Regions from separate parts of the Zea mays genome. Here region 2 is linked to region 1. Evidence: chromatin contacts called from public Hi-C data. All regions are on one chromosome and are shown on one strand. The core of a region is the stretch at or near the end of the contact, and the rest is flanking DNA. Distances in the headings are between cores, read along the strand shown.

Evidence for each region. A called contact is a pair of places that touch in the nucleus more often than the background predicts.
Region 2: a Hi-C map of leaf shows a contact between it and region 1, with 7 times the contacts expected there. The contact joins the promoter of met5 here to the promoter of LOC100383111 in region 1. A contact is called at or near these places in 3 of 25 Hi-C or Micro-C datasets (ear, leaf and tassel).

Annotation. Positions count from the first base shown.
Region 1 is chr2:10,488,855-10,496,199 of Zm-B73-REFERENCE-NAM-5.0, reverse strand. LOC100383111 (Trypsin family protein) reads left to right here and starts at 3,203. Exons shown (of 6, transcript NM_001175779.1): 1 at 3,203-3,618; 2 at 5,031-5,558; 3 at 5,698-5,841; 4 at 6,661-6,901. The coding sequence starts at 5,079.
Region 2 is chr2:10,733,772-10,741,116 of Zm-B73-REFERENCE-NAM-5.0, reverse strand. It overlaps met5 (DNA methyl transferase5), which reads right to left and starts at 4,450. Exons shown (of 20, transcript NM_001111697.2): 1 at 3,923-4,450; 2 at 3,710-3,806; 3 at 1,933-2,040; 4 at 1,724-1,861; 5 at 1,548-1,647. The coding sequence starts at 4,422.

The sequences.
Region 1 (7,345 bases), core at 1,954-4,453:
GTATAATCTATACACTTGAGCAAACTAGTTAGTCCAATTATTTGTGTTGGGCAATTCAACCACCAAAATTAATTAGGGACTAGGTGTGAGCCTAATTCCCTTTCAACAGTGATGGACGACGTCGATGTGGGGAGGCCGCGGCTACCGTGGACGGCGGCGGGCGACGGCGTTGGGCGGGCGCGCGGCCGTGAGCAGACGGCGGCTACCGTGGACGGCGACGGTCGTGGTCGGCGGTGGGCCTCGGCGGGCGCGCGGGCGGGGGTGGCGGCCGTGGGCGGGGTGGCGGCCGTGGGCAGGCAGCGGCCATGCGCACGGCGCGGGCGCGCGGTGCACGGGCGGGCGCGGGTAGGACGCAGGGCGACGTGGGCGGCGGCTACCGGCGGCGTGGGGCGGCGTGGGGCGGGCGTGGGGAGCGGGCAGCACGACGGCATGGGCGACGCGGCTTCGGTAGAGGAAGGTAGAAGAAACAGGAAGATAGAAGAAAGGGCCCCCGGCGTCGGTTATTTCGAATAACTCCCGTCGGCCTGGCGGCACGGTCGACAGGAGTTACTTAATCGTCGTTGGCCTGTGCGCGGGCTGACGGGAATTAATTAATCCCCGTCGGCTACGTTGACTGGCCGACGGGAATTAATTAATCACGGTCGGCTAAATTGACTGTCCGACGGGAATTAAGTTAGCCGACGGGGATGCTTTGGATTATTGTAGTGATAGTAACAATAATCGATAACAAAGTGGGTCGATTGCTGTTGTGAGGTATAATATAGACAAGCTAGGCTAGGCTAGAATCAGCCAAGCATCTCTAAATATTTTTTTCTGAAATTTATTCTCTAAATTATCATTCATAGAGTCATTTGCATAAAAACGATTTTCTATATTTTTTCTAATCTTCAACGGCATTTCTACAGTTTGTTTGCACTCTAGAGAGTCATTTAGGTTTCTATCTTTAGCTAGCGAGAAACATATAATAAAGATGACTATATTTGGATAATCATTTAAATAAGTTGTTGGAGAGTATTTTTTATATAAATATCTATTTATAATAATTAAGGGGTATTTAGGACTGTTCCACTCCATATTTTACTATGCTCCACGATTTACTTGCTAAATGGTCTAAACTTTAGGAACTCTAGTCCTGAAAAAAAACATGGGATTAATTGGTTGAGCTCCACCATTTTGGTGGAGCAGCAAAAGAGATACCCATAAAACCTGCTAACCTAGAGTTTAGATTTAATTACCCAATAATACCTCTCGTTATGAAAAACAACTATTTGATTTGTTGTTCTTTCTCTGCATCCGCCCTTATCTTCTTCTGTCTTCCCCGTGACGCTCTCATGTTTTGCTCTCCCGCACAAGTCTTTGCCACCGTCGCGACCCTCTTCTTCATGGCCCATGCCACGATCGGTGCCCTCAACGCTCTCCTGGTTGCGCTCTGTTGCTCTTCCTGGTCCCCGACGCTTCTCCATGCAGCCACCGCCGTGCTCCTCCACGCTGTGCCGCACGTGACCCTCGACATTGCCATGTCCTGCATTCTCACCTCTATGCTCTGTCGTGTTGTCTAGCCCTCCACCACTGTAGATATCGTCCGCTGCTTGTCGTCATCCCTCCTCATCCCAGACCCGCAACTAGACCTGATCATGCGCCATCTAACCCGACCCCGTCCGAAAAAAACTTGACTTGACCCGACCCGATCAATGCAACAGGTGGGTACGTGCTGTGATTTTTGTTCCAAAACCTGACCCAAAGCCAAAAAGCCCGACTCAACCCAAAAAACCTAGCCCAACACGTCAAACAGGGAGACACGGGCCATCCCAACCTGACCCGACACTAGGCACGAGTCGGGTACATGCCATAATAAATTGCCCATGACCCGACTCAACCTGGACCTGACTCGTTGTTTGGACAGGTCTACGTGCAACAGAGTAGAGGGAAGATGTTCGGCCCGCTGCTGCCATTCTACATCGAGAAACGACCAAACACGAGTGGGAGAGGCTTGAGGATCCGCCGGACGGGGTTCCCCGAGTGCGCCAGTAGCCTGCGAGCGAGCCTGCACTCTGTGCCCAGCAGCTTGCACGCCAGAAACAAGCTATTTGTTGAGTGCCAGGAGATTGTCCGAGTGGCCGAGTGCAATTTATCGGACACTCGACGAATAATGACACTCGATACAGACATCATTTGCTGAGAGCCAAACACTCGGTACAAACTAACACTTGGCAAAATAGACTTTGACTCGGCAAAGAGGGTGGCAAAGGGACCATTGGTGCTCCCTTTGCCAAGAGATAGTCCAACATACACTCGGCAAAGAGGGAGCCTTCAACGAGTGCCTCTTGGAGCACTCGACAAATGGACTAGCATGGGGACACACGAGAGCCTTCTTTGCCGACCGCTAGTCCAGTAAACACTCGATACCTCCCTTACACTCAGCAAAGCTCCGTCACCGTTATTTGATGCCGTGACGACTTTTCTTTGCTAAGTAGTAGGTGGCACTTGGTAAAATTTTTACCGCTTGTTCGACAAAATATACTTAACAAAGAAGCTATTGACGATGTATAGTTCGTCGAGATTTATTTACCGAGACACACTCAGTAAAAACTTCATGAGTGTTTCCAGCACTCAGGAAAGCAGCCCGGGCCGCCGCCGACGGACGTAGAGAAACACGAGCGGGAGCACCTCGAAGACCTCGTCGGACGGGGTCACGTAGGGCGAGCAGCTCGTCCGTTTTCGGTGCACGACCACCACTTGCTTCAGGGAGCAGTCCACAACGCGATGATGAAATCCATTGTTGTTTCAATAAAATCTCAATTTCTTTGAGTTGAAGCTAAATTATAATCAAACAGATTAAAATATTATTAAACTTTGGAGTAGAGCTACTCCGTAGAGTGAGTGAAACAGAGCTCAAATTGGTCTGCCACATTATCCACATTAAAATTTTTAGTATGATAAAGACACCGCCATCCCTTAGTCGATTTTTTCCCGATTTTGTTTGATACAGCACCGGTCTAAAAAATTCGGTTTATCGCCAACGCCACAAAAAGGGTATCCTCCCCCCAAAACCCTAACCTGCCGCGCGATCAAAGGATGCCGGAGGGCCACGTGCCGGCGCCTCCCCCGCCGGCCGGTCCAGGCCGTCCGTTTCTCCGGTGGGGACAGGACAGGGACGACTATGCAGCCACAGCTCGGCGGTCGACGCATCACACGGGCGCAACAGTATTTTAGCTGCTGCTCGTCTCATCTCTGAGACTCTGACCCAGTGACCATGATCACCTAGCCGAGCTCCGTCCCTCCATCTGCCTCTCTCTCTTTCTTCCCGCGGCCTGTGCCCCCAGATTGCCGCGGCCTCCGGCTCCGCCCCTCTCCTCCAGCACCAGCAGTCCATCTCCGGCTCTCTTCCCTCTCGTTAGGCGCTAGCTAGGCTCTAGCCCCTAGTCTGGTCCTGCCCGCTGTGCCTGTGCGGCTGTGCGTGCACAGCGAAGGCGCACAGCTAGCGGCTTCTGGCCACTGGGCGTCGCCATAAACAGTGGAGATTCCCGCCCCCATTTTCCCAATTATGGATATCCAGCGGCGACCGGGGGAGCACTGCTGAGGCCGCTCGCCCGCCCGCACGCCATTGCTCCCGTCGAGGTAAGCGCGCCGCTCCCCTTGGAATTCCTCCTGTCCGTTCCCGCCTGAAGTCCTACCGAGATCGGACCTTTTGGCCGCCGGCCGTGAACCTGGGAACGGAGCAAAGGCGGGATCTTGCCAACCCTGGCGGCTCCGGCGCCTTCTCTTGCCTTCCAGGCCGTTTCCCCCCTCCTTTTTGGTTGACCCATGGCTGGATTCATCAGTCCGCTTAGCTTTCGTCCTCGTTCATCGTTCTACCGGTGGTTGGTCCATCTGTTAGAGGCCCCCTCTGGTATTTCCACTTTTCATACCCAAACAGTGCGGGTAGGGTTCTTGATATGGCTCGGTGCGTAGTATGGCAGAGTAGAGCAACCGACATCTCCCGACAGGCGGGGTTTATCTTCTTTTGCCTTTTCGTGTACCCCTTTCCCCTTTTGAGTTCAATCGTAGCAGCAGCAGTGGCTGCTTGCTCGTTTTCTCTCTTTATTGTTTTTTTTTATTATTACTATAGATAGAAAAGCGTGTGTGCTGCTGGCAATCTGCTTTGGGTGCCTAATGCGATGGAAAGCGAGGTCCCCCCCTCCTTGTGGAGACAATCTCGGAGGCGCGGTCGACGGCTTGGCAGTTCTTGCCTTCAGCAGTTCTTGTCTTCGTCTCCGCACTCCAGAGTCCGGACTTCGCTAGAACAAGTGGATGGTTTTTTGGCTACTCCATATCAATTCCTGGCGGCGTTTTTTTTGCGCCTTTTGTTTCTGCTTTTCTCTTTCAAGAAAGCACGTGATGCCCCTGCTCGACTTCATTTTCACTGTCGGCTACCAAAATTGTGTAGGTCCACCCTACCTTATTCCCCGAGACGAGACTACTATCATTGCGAGTAGTTGTCATGTGGATTTATGCCCAATCCTGTGATGAAAGTGGGGAATTTGTGCCGTCCCTTAACCCTCATGGCAGCCCTGATTTCATATTGTCAAGTCACCATTGTCTTTGGGCAGCTCAAGCAAGAGAGGGGAGGAGACCTGAGCCATGGCTTTTGTAGATTCCTCTTATCCGTTTTATTTCTATATCAGAGTATCACACGCCTCATCCAAATGGCTGTATTTTTTTTTTCTTCGTATAGCTCATTGGCGGCGAATACCTATTCTACAACCTTTCACGATTCACAAGACACTATAAATTCAGGCTGCTTTGTTTGCGTGGCTCCCTTTGCGATCTTGCAGAATCTATTCCTGAGGAATAACAGGCTGCTCCACGACTTGCTGTTTGTTCACATATTCGCTATTTTGACCAAAGTTGCCTCCATCCATTGTATCTTGATTCTCGAAACACACTCACAGGATGGCATGCTTTCTGAGTCTTCCTGAGATTTCACGCCCTACAGCTTGGTTATCAGCCCTGAAGCTCATGTTCGCTGACTCGCTGCTTCTCATTTTTAGGGTCACAACTTATCCTACACATCGTAGCTCCGCGACCTGTTCGGCAAAATGAGGCCTTCAGATGGCAGGACGCAGCTTTCAGGCTTTGCACAATCAGATGAATCAACACTTGATGTGGAGGGGCATTGCTACCACCAGCAGTCATTCCCTTCCTCTCCATCGATGCAACCGATTGCTTCTGGCTGCACACACACAGAGAACAGCGCTGCGTACTTCTTATGGCCAACATCAAACCTGCAGCATTGTGCAGCCGAGGGACGCGCAAACTACTTCGCCAACCTTTCAAAGGGACTGTTGCCCAAGTCTGGCCGGTTGCCCAAGGGCCAGCAAGCAAATAGCTTGCTTGACTTGATGACTATAAGAGCTTTCCATAGCAAGGTGTTGCGTTGCTTTAGCCTTGGAACGGCGGTGGGCTTCCGCATCAGGAAAGGGGCTCTGACAGATATCCCCGCGATTCTTTGCTTTGTTGCTCGCAAAGTTCACAAGAAGTGGCTTAATCCGGACCAATGCCTTCCTGCCATTGTTGAGGTAGGGGAACTGTAATTAGTATGTATTTTGGATGATCGGGTTAGCCATGCTCCCAAACAACAATGCTGGTGAAGTTTTGTACTTTGAAAATCTTTTCGTCGTGGTCTGAATAGCTATCACTTAGTCGGATCATTGACAGGGTCCAGGAGGTATTTGGTGTGATGTTGACGTTGTTGAGTTCTCGTACTACGGTGCACCAGCTCAAAATCCAAAAGTGCAAATGTTCACTGAGCTTGTTGATAAGTTGTGTGGCAGTGATGAATGTATTGGCTCTGGCTCTCAGGTACACTTTTGTTCTTTTCTGCATTGATTGAATTTCAAAGTATATATCATGTGGCTTAAGGGTAGCATGCTACCATGTGGACTTGTGCAGCTGTGCACAATGATTGTATTGCACCAAACCATGTACTACCGAATTGTACTGCTGGTTTGTAAGGGTACCGTTCAATCTTGTCAAGACCCCCCTCAAGATTTACTTGTACTAGTACAAAGGGATAAATAATTGCACGACATGCATAAGATAAGATTATGCTAGGGACTGGACAGTTACTTTTTTCAGTTATTCCTACCATGCCAGGTGCGTGGCTAAATGAGCTCTTTTAAATCCTGCCAATGTTCAGTTCAGCCAACTGGATGTTCTGAACTTTTTATAAGCTATTAGAATTAGTTTACCCTATAAAATCTTTGCTATAGTATAGCAGCTAACACACCAAATCATTTGAAGTACTGCAAGTCTGCACTTTTTTTTAAGCCACACAGGAGAGCTCATGTCATTTCATTAAGAAGAAATTACACAGCACCAGCCCATTCACGACCATAGGAGTTTCAGTCCTAAGAAACCACCAATATATGCACCTGAATGTTGTTCTCCGGAGCCAAACACAAATTTGTTTCAAACAGTTGGGCTTTTTAAGCGTTGAAGATGTAGATTTCACTTCCATTGTCTAAGTCACCCTAGTCATTGCTTCTGTTTGAAATTAGGTTTCGGTAAAATAGACATGAATTACTTAAAAAAGCTGATAAGACTTCTTGGAAATGGTGCAATGTCAAGCAAGCATGCTTTTGGAATCTTTCTCCTTACACTCTTGTTTCACTCTTTCAGGTTGCAAGTCAGGACACTTTTGGAACTTTGGGCGCCATTGTAAAACGGCGAACTGGCAACAAGCAGATAGGTTTCCTCACCAACCGACATGTTGCTGTTGACTTGGACTACCCAAACCAGAAGATGTATCACCCATTGCCACCCAACCTTGGGCCTGGTGTTTATCTTGGAGCTGTCGAAAGGGCAACATCTTTCATCACAGATGATGTTTGGTATGGAATCTATGCTGGAACAAACCCAGGTAGAGCAGTTATAAATTATGCGGTTAATATAGGAGATTAAGTATTACTTGCAGCTTTAATTGCTTGGTTATTTATCTATATATTTAAATTTTCATGAGATGGCGTTATTGCTTGATCTTTTCATATCAAGCAAGGCTTGACATTTGTGATTTTATATTAATATTTTCAATCAAATTAACACTCAAACTTGCTCTTCAGTTTACTACTTGCAAATAAAGCAACATCCATTTTTGTTATTTTTATGAGAAAATAAAATACAAGTTAGGACTATCTCTGAATAAATAAAAGACTCCTGGTCATAGATACATGTTGTTTTAGGATAATATCTGGTGAAAACTTGAAAATTACAAACATCAATATCAAATTTATCTGGTTTAGAAACATGTTAATATATGTCTAGATTTTTGTTTGAAAATACTTGCAAAATCTCGTGATTTCAAGAA
Region 2 (7,345 bases), core at 3,201-5,700, 240 kb before region 1:
TCCTCTTTGTAGACTTTATAGCTAATATGTTAGTTTAGGTTAACTTGTACTCCTATTGCTTATATAGTACTATTATTACTGTCTACTCCATACATATGAGTTTGTTATTTTAGTTTTGTATTAAGTCCATCACTATCAACTTTGACCGGTTATATAAGATGTTTTATAAAATTTTACAACAAAAAATAAAATTATTAGATTTATCATAAATTGAATTATCATAATATATAATTCTTTTAGATTAAAATAACTTAATCATATATTCATTATTGGTTAAAGTTCAAACAATTTAACTTATGATAAACCTAGAATGACAAACTCAAGCGAAGAGAGAGTATTTATTTGAGACTATGATCCTATTTACTATTGTATTTCCTATTTCTATATACTACACAAGAGTCACATCATCTTACACCATAAAGATTAAAAAGTAAAAAGGGGGCCAGTCAGCTTAATGCCTTAAAAACTCTGATTTTCAGTGTAAATCTAATTGGAAACATAAAAGTTAATTTTTTTTCTAGCATAACATAGAAATATTGTAAAAGGCATTAGAGTGGGAGATCATTTGGTTAGTAGTGTCATTCCACTAATTTAGCAAAGCCAGTAAATTGTATTCAGCTAGTCATGGTTATTAAAACAACGTTTAAACGTCGTTTAAACTATAAAACGCTAATAGAACAGCGAAACGCTGAAACGCTGAAACGTTTCACACTTCCTCGTAAAACGTTGTTTAACGACGTTTAAACGTCATGTTTTGACGTTTAAACGCGATATATAGTTAAACGCCACGTTTCGAACGTTTAAGTTGCCTGCTTGTAAATTTTGGCCCAGCCCAATTAGAGATTCCGCCCAGGTTACAATTTTGTGCTTGACGACCTTGATATGGATGATGAAGAAGAAACAAACAACAGTGGTGCCCGTGGTGATGAGCAAGACAAGGATGATATTGGTTTAGATGATTTGGATGATGGTTATTGAGTGCTTGAGTAACACTTGTGTGCTTGTGGTTGTGGACATTGCATTCTACTTTAGTTGATTTTGTGCTATGTTTTTGATGGTGGACTATTAGACATCCCATTCCACTTTGTTTACGGTTGTCGACTTGCTATTAGTTGAACTTGTGTTATTGTGGTAATGTGGTTGTGGACATGTCATTTTACACAATATTATTATGTGAACTTATGTTGCTTGTTTGGTATTTGACTTTATATAATTGTCTGAAATTAGGAACAATTGGATCTATACCATTAAAAGATCCAAACTTTAGATATATATCATGGACCCCACATGTCATTGACTCATGTGGACCCACATGTAAGTGAGATAGTAATGGTATGAATCTAAAGTGGTGATCTTTTAATGGTATGGATCCAAATTTCCCCTGAAATTATGATATATTGAAATTTCCCTATGTTGTTTATAACTACGTTTAAACTTTGTTTAAATAGTTTAAAAGTTAAAAGTCCATCCATGAGTGTTTCAACGTTTCGTCGTTTTAATAACCATGCAGCTAGTCAACCAAAAAAGAATGATGTAGAAGCAATTACCTGATGAGATATTAGCAAATGTAGAATATGCAACAGAGTAAGACATGTCATAGTATAGGTCACAATGTTCTATCAGTTGGGCCTTAGCTTTTGGATCCATCTAAAGCAAAGAAACAATTGTAGTGAGAAATATTATGTGTATAGCAAAACCGCAAAGCTCTTAGCAGGGAACTTACATTTGGATCAACATGGACTATCTTGACCTTGGAGATGATGCAATCAAGCACATTGTCATTCTTTTCCTCGGAAAGAAAAACACGTCTAGGGTCATGCTTGTGGCCATCAACATTAATCGACACCAACGAATTGATGACCTGCACTGTTAAGGTTCAGTTCTATGCTAATTCTTGATATAAATAGAAATGACATTAAGCTCAATACACACCGTGTCCTCTGCACGGAAAAACCAACGGCAAGTAAAATAGTGGCATCGATCAGTGCCCTCAAAAAATTCAGTAATGCGACCAATGTAATCAGCCTCATTTTCTCCAGCCTAAGATAAGCAAAAAGGAACCAGAAACTTAAGGTCAATAACTATTATTAAAGAACATATAAAATGTTGTAATGTGAGAGCAAAACAATCCAGAAGAATTGCACACAACCATTACTTCGACCATACTTGTTCATTGCATCAATGATTTCAAGTCGCCTAGTCGTCTGGTCGAACCCTAGGACCGACCAGGTGACTAGTCGCGATTAGGCGACGACTAGGGCGACTAGTCGACTCCTAGTCGGTCCTAGTCGGTCCCTGGTCGTCCTACACTAGTAGCTATACGTATATAGGTATATATATAAATATACATGTATACATTATATAAATTAGAGACTGCAGTAGTGCAGCAGGCTGCAGGACTCCAGGAGAAAGGGCAGGGACGCAGGGTGCTGTAGCCGTCAGCAATCAAAGTCCAGGACTGCAGGGGCGGTGCAAGAGAGGAGAGGAGACGTGTAGAGAGCCAGAGACTGTTGGCGGGTAGGTTATAATAGGAGAGGAGAGGAGACGTGCAGTGACTGTAGATGGGCTAAAAAAGGCCTAATAACTAAACCCTAGCCGGGACGACCAGGACACATAAGTCGGACGACTAGTCACCCTAGTCGACGATTAGTCGGACGACCAGGACGACTAGGTTATCTGGTCGAGTCGTCCAGCAAATCGTGTACTAATTACCGACCAGCCCGACTAATCGCGATTAATCGCGATTAGTCGGACGACTTGAAATCATTGCATTGCATCATCAATGTTTGTGTTCAGCTGAATTACTAAGAATTTTCATCAAACTAAAATTTAAGACACAAACAACACTTTAACTTCATAAACAGGCAAATAAGACAAGAAAATTTTCAAATGCTCTCAGAGATCATAATGGATGTGATCAATGGCTGGCACCCCTTTATATTATACTCCCTCTAGTCACAAATACTTAACACATGTGAGTATTCCAATGGCACACAAGCGATTTAAACGGTGAAAATGTTGAACTTACCATTAAGTTAGCATAATTTAAAAATATTTAACAACCTAAGAATTGGAAACTATTAGAGGCTAAAGTTGTTTTTGTTCCCAAATTGTATTTAGCAAAGCTTTTTGGCAAAGCTTGATATTTATGAACTCTTTGCTCGGCGCCATAGATTTGTAAAAGGACCAAAATTCACGTTTACCGAACTTTTTTCGGAAAAATTACCAAAAAAACGGTGCGTCGAAAGTACCACCATGTATAGTGGTGGGCCTACATGCAAGCAAGGGTATTCAATTGAATACTCATTATTTTTGGCAAAACAATTATATATACATGTATATGTTATGTATATAAGCTAAAATATTATAAAAAAACATAAAATCATACTGTTTTACAGCTATTTTGTCTAAACTTTGGTTTTCACTAGCCCTCTTCATTTATGTACCGTTCAACCGATCATACAGTACAATAGTGTAATTTTAAATTGTCAAAAAATATGTTCTACCAAAAATTTGAATACTCATACTTCAAATCCTAGGCCCGCCGCTGACCATGTAACGCTGGGCGCTGACCACACGCACAACAGATTGCAAATGGACAACAAAAAACAATTAAGTGATGCTTCCTTAACAAATACATGAGCAGTGCGTAAATGAGAGCAGCAGCAGCAGCATGACAAATAAAGGCAATGAAGACGATGGGCAAAACCTTGACATAAACGTCATCCCCGAGGCAGTAGACAATGTTGTCCACCTTAGCGCTCCGGTAGTGGCACCTGGCCTTGAGCTCATCGTCCTCCTCCGGTCTGCATGCGCAATAGATTAACAAATAGCAAATTGCTCAGCTCTCAAGCAACGAACAGGGAGCAAAAATCCAGTCATAGTCATACTAAACCAGGGTAAGAAGGGAGGGACAATATACTTATTTGCGGCAGTGCTGCGCTCGTAGCGCTTGGGCCAGTTGCTGTGCGCCTCGGCCGCAGCAACGGGGCTGCCGATGAACTCGGGCACGTGGTCGCCCGAGGCGGCGGCGCTCCTTCTCCCCACCCTCTTCTTACCGGGCGACCCGGCCGCGACCGCGGCCACCACCTCCTGCATGGCCTGCTCCTCGGCCTCCGCCTCCTCCTCGCCCATGGCCAACTCCTCCTCGTCGGGCTCCTCGGCGCACACGTCGTCCACAACGGGCTCCGTCTTCTCGGTCTCCCCCTTCTTCTTCATCCCCGCCACGGCCGGTTTGGCCTGCTTGGGCGTCGGCTTGGGCTTCTTCCCGGAAGACGCCGCCTTGCGTCTGCGCTTGGCGGTGGACGCAGCCACAACCTCCTCCTCCTCCTCCTGGTTCTGGTGGATCTCCTCGGCCATGGCGGAGCGCTTCCGGCCGGAGGCGCGCGTGGGCCTAGCGGATGACGGGGAGCTTGGCGCCATGGCAAGGGATGCGGTAGCTGCTGCTGCTGCTGCTGCTCTCTAGGGTTGGGAGACGAGGGGTTTGGCAAGCTCTGGGGGTGTAGAAATCGAATCGAAGAGGATCGGTCAAATGTGGAAACAGGGCAGAGAGGAGGCGGGAGCGGCAGTGGGAAAACGAAACCCGAACCAAAAAGATGGAGGGAGCGGGAACGTCCAATTTTTTACGGCGCGGAGCCTTCTGCAGGCTGCAGCGGCCAGCGGGAGAGCCCGGATTCGAATTTTTGTTCGTCTCCCGCGAGCGCCGCAGGCTTTCGGATGTTGGCCCCTCTACCTCCAGCCCTGTCTGTCACATGAACCAGCTGTAGGGTGGCCCAAACTGTGTGGGTAGTTGGGCCTGTTTGTTTCGTTTTCAGTCGGATTATGACCATGAGACAGCTTTAGCCGTTTATGTCTTTATGAGAATCAGCTTTGTGAAAATAACTCCAATCTTTACTTTCTTATTGTAGGCGTGCACACCCGCCGTGTTCTGCCTCTCTACAGCTGTCTGCCCGCGCGCCCCCTCTCCTCCGCGATCCTCCCCCAGCGCGTCTACAGCTGTCTGCCCGCGCCCCCCCTCTCCTCCGCGATCCTCCCCCAGCGCGTAGATCCCGGCTCCGCGACGAACGCCTCCGCCCCACGCCATCCGTGCCGCCATCAAGGGATCTCCTACCACCAGCGCGTAGATCCCGTCAACCAAGCGAGTCCCGCCGTGAATGTCGCCCACCTCCCTCCGACTCCGAACGCGGGGCTTCACCAGACAAGAACGCGCCAAGCCCGATGCTCCCAGGACCACACCGCCCAAGCCGTCGAGCAAATCCGCATTGTGCAAGTGGTGGCGCAGCCTCGCGCCCGCCCTGCTCGCTGCCGCCGCTGTGGTTCGGGCCAGGAGGAGTGTTCAAAGTGGCCCTGTTTGCGGACCTGCATTATGGCGAGGACGCGTGGACGGACTGGGGCCCCGCGCAGGACGCCGCGTCCGACCGCGTCATGGCCGCCGTCCTCGACGTCGAGAACCCAGGTGCGTGCATGCGCACGCTCTCCTTTTGCTCCCCTTACCCTTTCCCTTTTCCTCCGAAAGAATCAAAGAACTGAAACGGAACTCCCTCTCTGCCTCATGGTCTCTGCGGCGGCGGAATTCGATCCACGCATCTTCGCTCAGACTTGGTGGTGTACCTCGGCGACCTGGTGACGGCCAACTGATAGTCGCCTAGAGGGGGGGTGAATAGGGCGAAACTGAAATTTACAAAAATAATCACAACTACAAGCCGGGGTTAGCGTTAGTAATAATAAATGAGTCCGCAAGAGAGGGCGCAAAACAAATCGCAAGCAAATAAGGAGAGTGACACGTGGATTTGTTTTACCGAGGTTCGGTTCTTGCAAACCTACTCCCCGTTGAGGAGGCCACAAAGGCCGGGTCTCTTTCAACCCTTCCCTCTCTCAAACGGTCCCTCGGACCGAGTGAGCTTTCCTTCTTCTCAATCAACCGGGAACAAAACTTCCCTGCAAGGGCCACCACACAATCGGTGCCTCTTGTCTCGGTTACAATTGAGTGTTGATCACAAGAGCAAAAGAGAAAGAAAGAATGCGATCCAAGCGCAAGAGCTCAAAAGAACACGGCAAATCTCTCTCGCTAGTCACTAAAGGCTTGAGTGGAATTGGAGAAGATTTGATCTCTTTGTATGTGTCTAGAATTGAATGCCTAGCTCTTGTAAGTGGTTAGAAGTTGGAAAACTTGGATGGCAATGAATGTGGGGTGGTTGGGGTATTTATAGCCCCAACCACCAAACTTGACCGTTGGCTGGAGGCTTCTGTTCGATGGCGCACCGGACAGTCCGGTGCACACCGGACAGTCCGGTGCCCCTGCCACGTCATCACTGCCGTTGGATTCTAGCCGTTGGAGCTTCTGACTTGTGGGCCCGCCTGGGTGTCCGGTGCACACCGGACATGCACTGTTTGATGTCCGGTGCACCGGTATGGGCAGCCCTGACGTCTGCGCGCGCTGCGCGCGCATTTAATGCACCGCAGGCAGCCGTTGGCGCCGCAGGGAGTCGTTGCTCCGCTGGCACACCGGACAGTCCGGTGCACACCGGACAGTCCGGTGAATTATAGCGGAGCGGCTGCCGCGCGAACCCGAGGCTGGCGAGTTCAGGAGGCCGAGCTTCCTTGGAGCACCGGACATGTCCGGTGCACACCGGACAGTCCGGTGAATTATAGCGCGCCGCCTTCCGAGAAATCCCGAGGGTGAAGAGTTTGAGTCTGAGTTCCCTGGTGCACCGGACAGGTACTGTTCACTGTCCGGTGGCACACCGGACAGTCCGGTGCGCCAGACCAGGGGTGCCCTCGGTTGCCCCTTTGCTCCTTTATTGAATCCAATACTTGATCTTTTTATTGGCTAGATGTGAACCTTTTGCACCTGTACATCTTATACACTAGAGCAAACTAGTCAGTCCAATATTTGTGTTGGGCAATTCAACCACCAAAATTATTTAGGAACTAGGTGTAAGCCTAATTCCCTTTCAATCTCCCCCTTTTTGGTGATTGATGCCAACACAAACCAAAGCAAATGTAGAAGTGCATAATTGAACTAGTTTGCATAATGTAAGTGAAAAGGTTACTTGGAATTGAGCCAATATAACTACTTACAAGATATGCAAGGAATGTTTCTTTCTTATATAACATTTTGGACCACGTTTGCACCACTTGTTTTGTTTTTGCAAAACCTTTTGTAAATCCTTTTCATAGATCTTTTGCAAATAGTCAAAGGTAAATAAATAAGAGTTTGCAAAAGCATTTTCAAGATTTGAAATTTCCTCCCCCTGTTTCAAATGCTTTTCCTTTGACTAAACAAAACTCCCCCTAAAAGAGATCCACCTCTTAGTGTTCAAGAGGGTTTTGATATACCATTTTT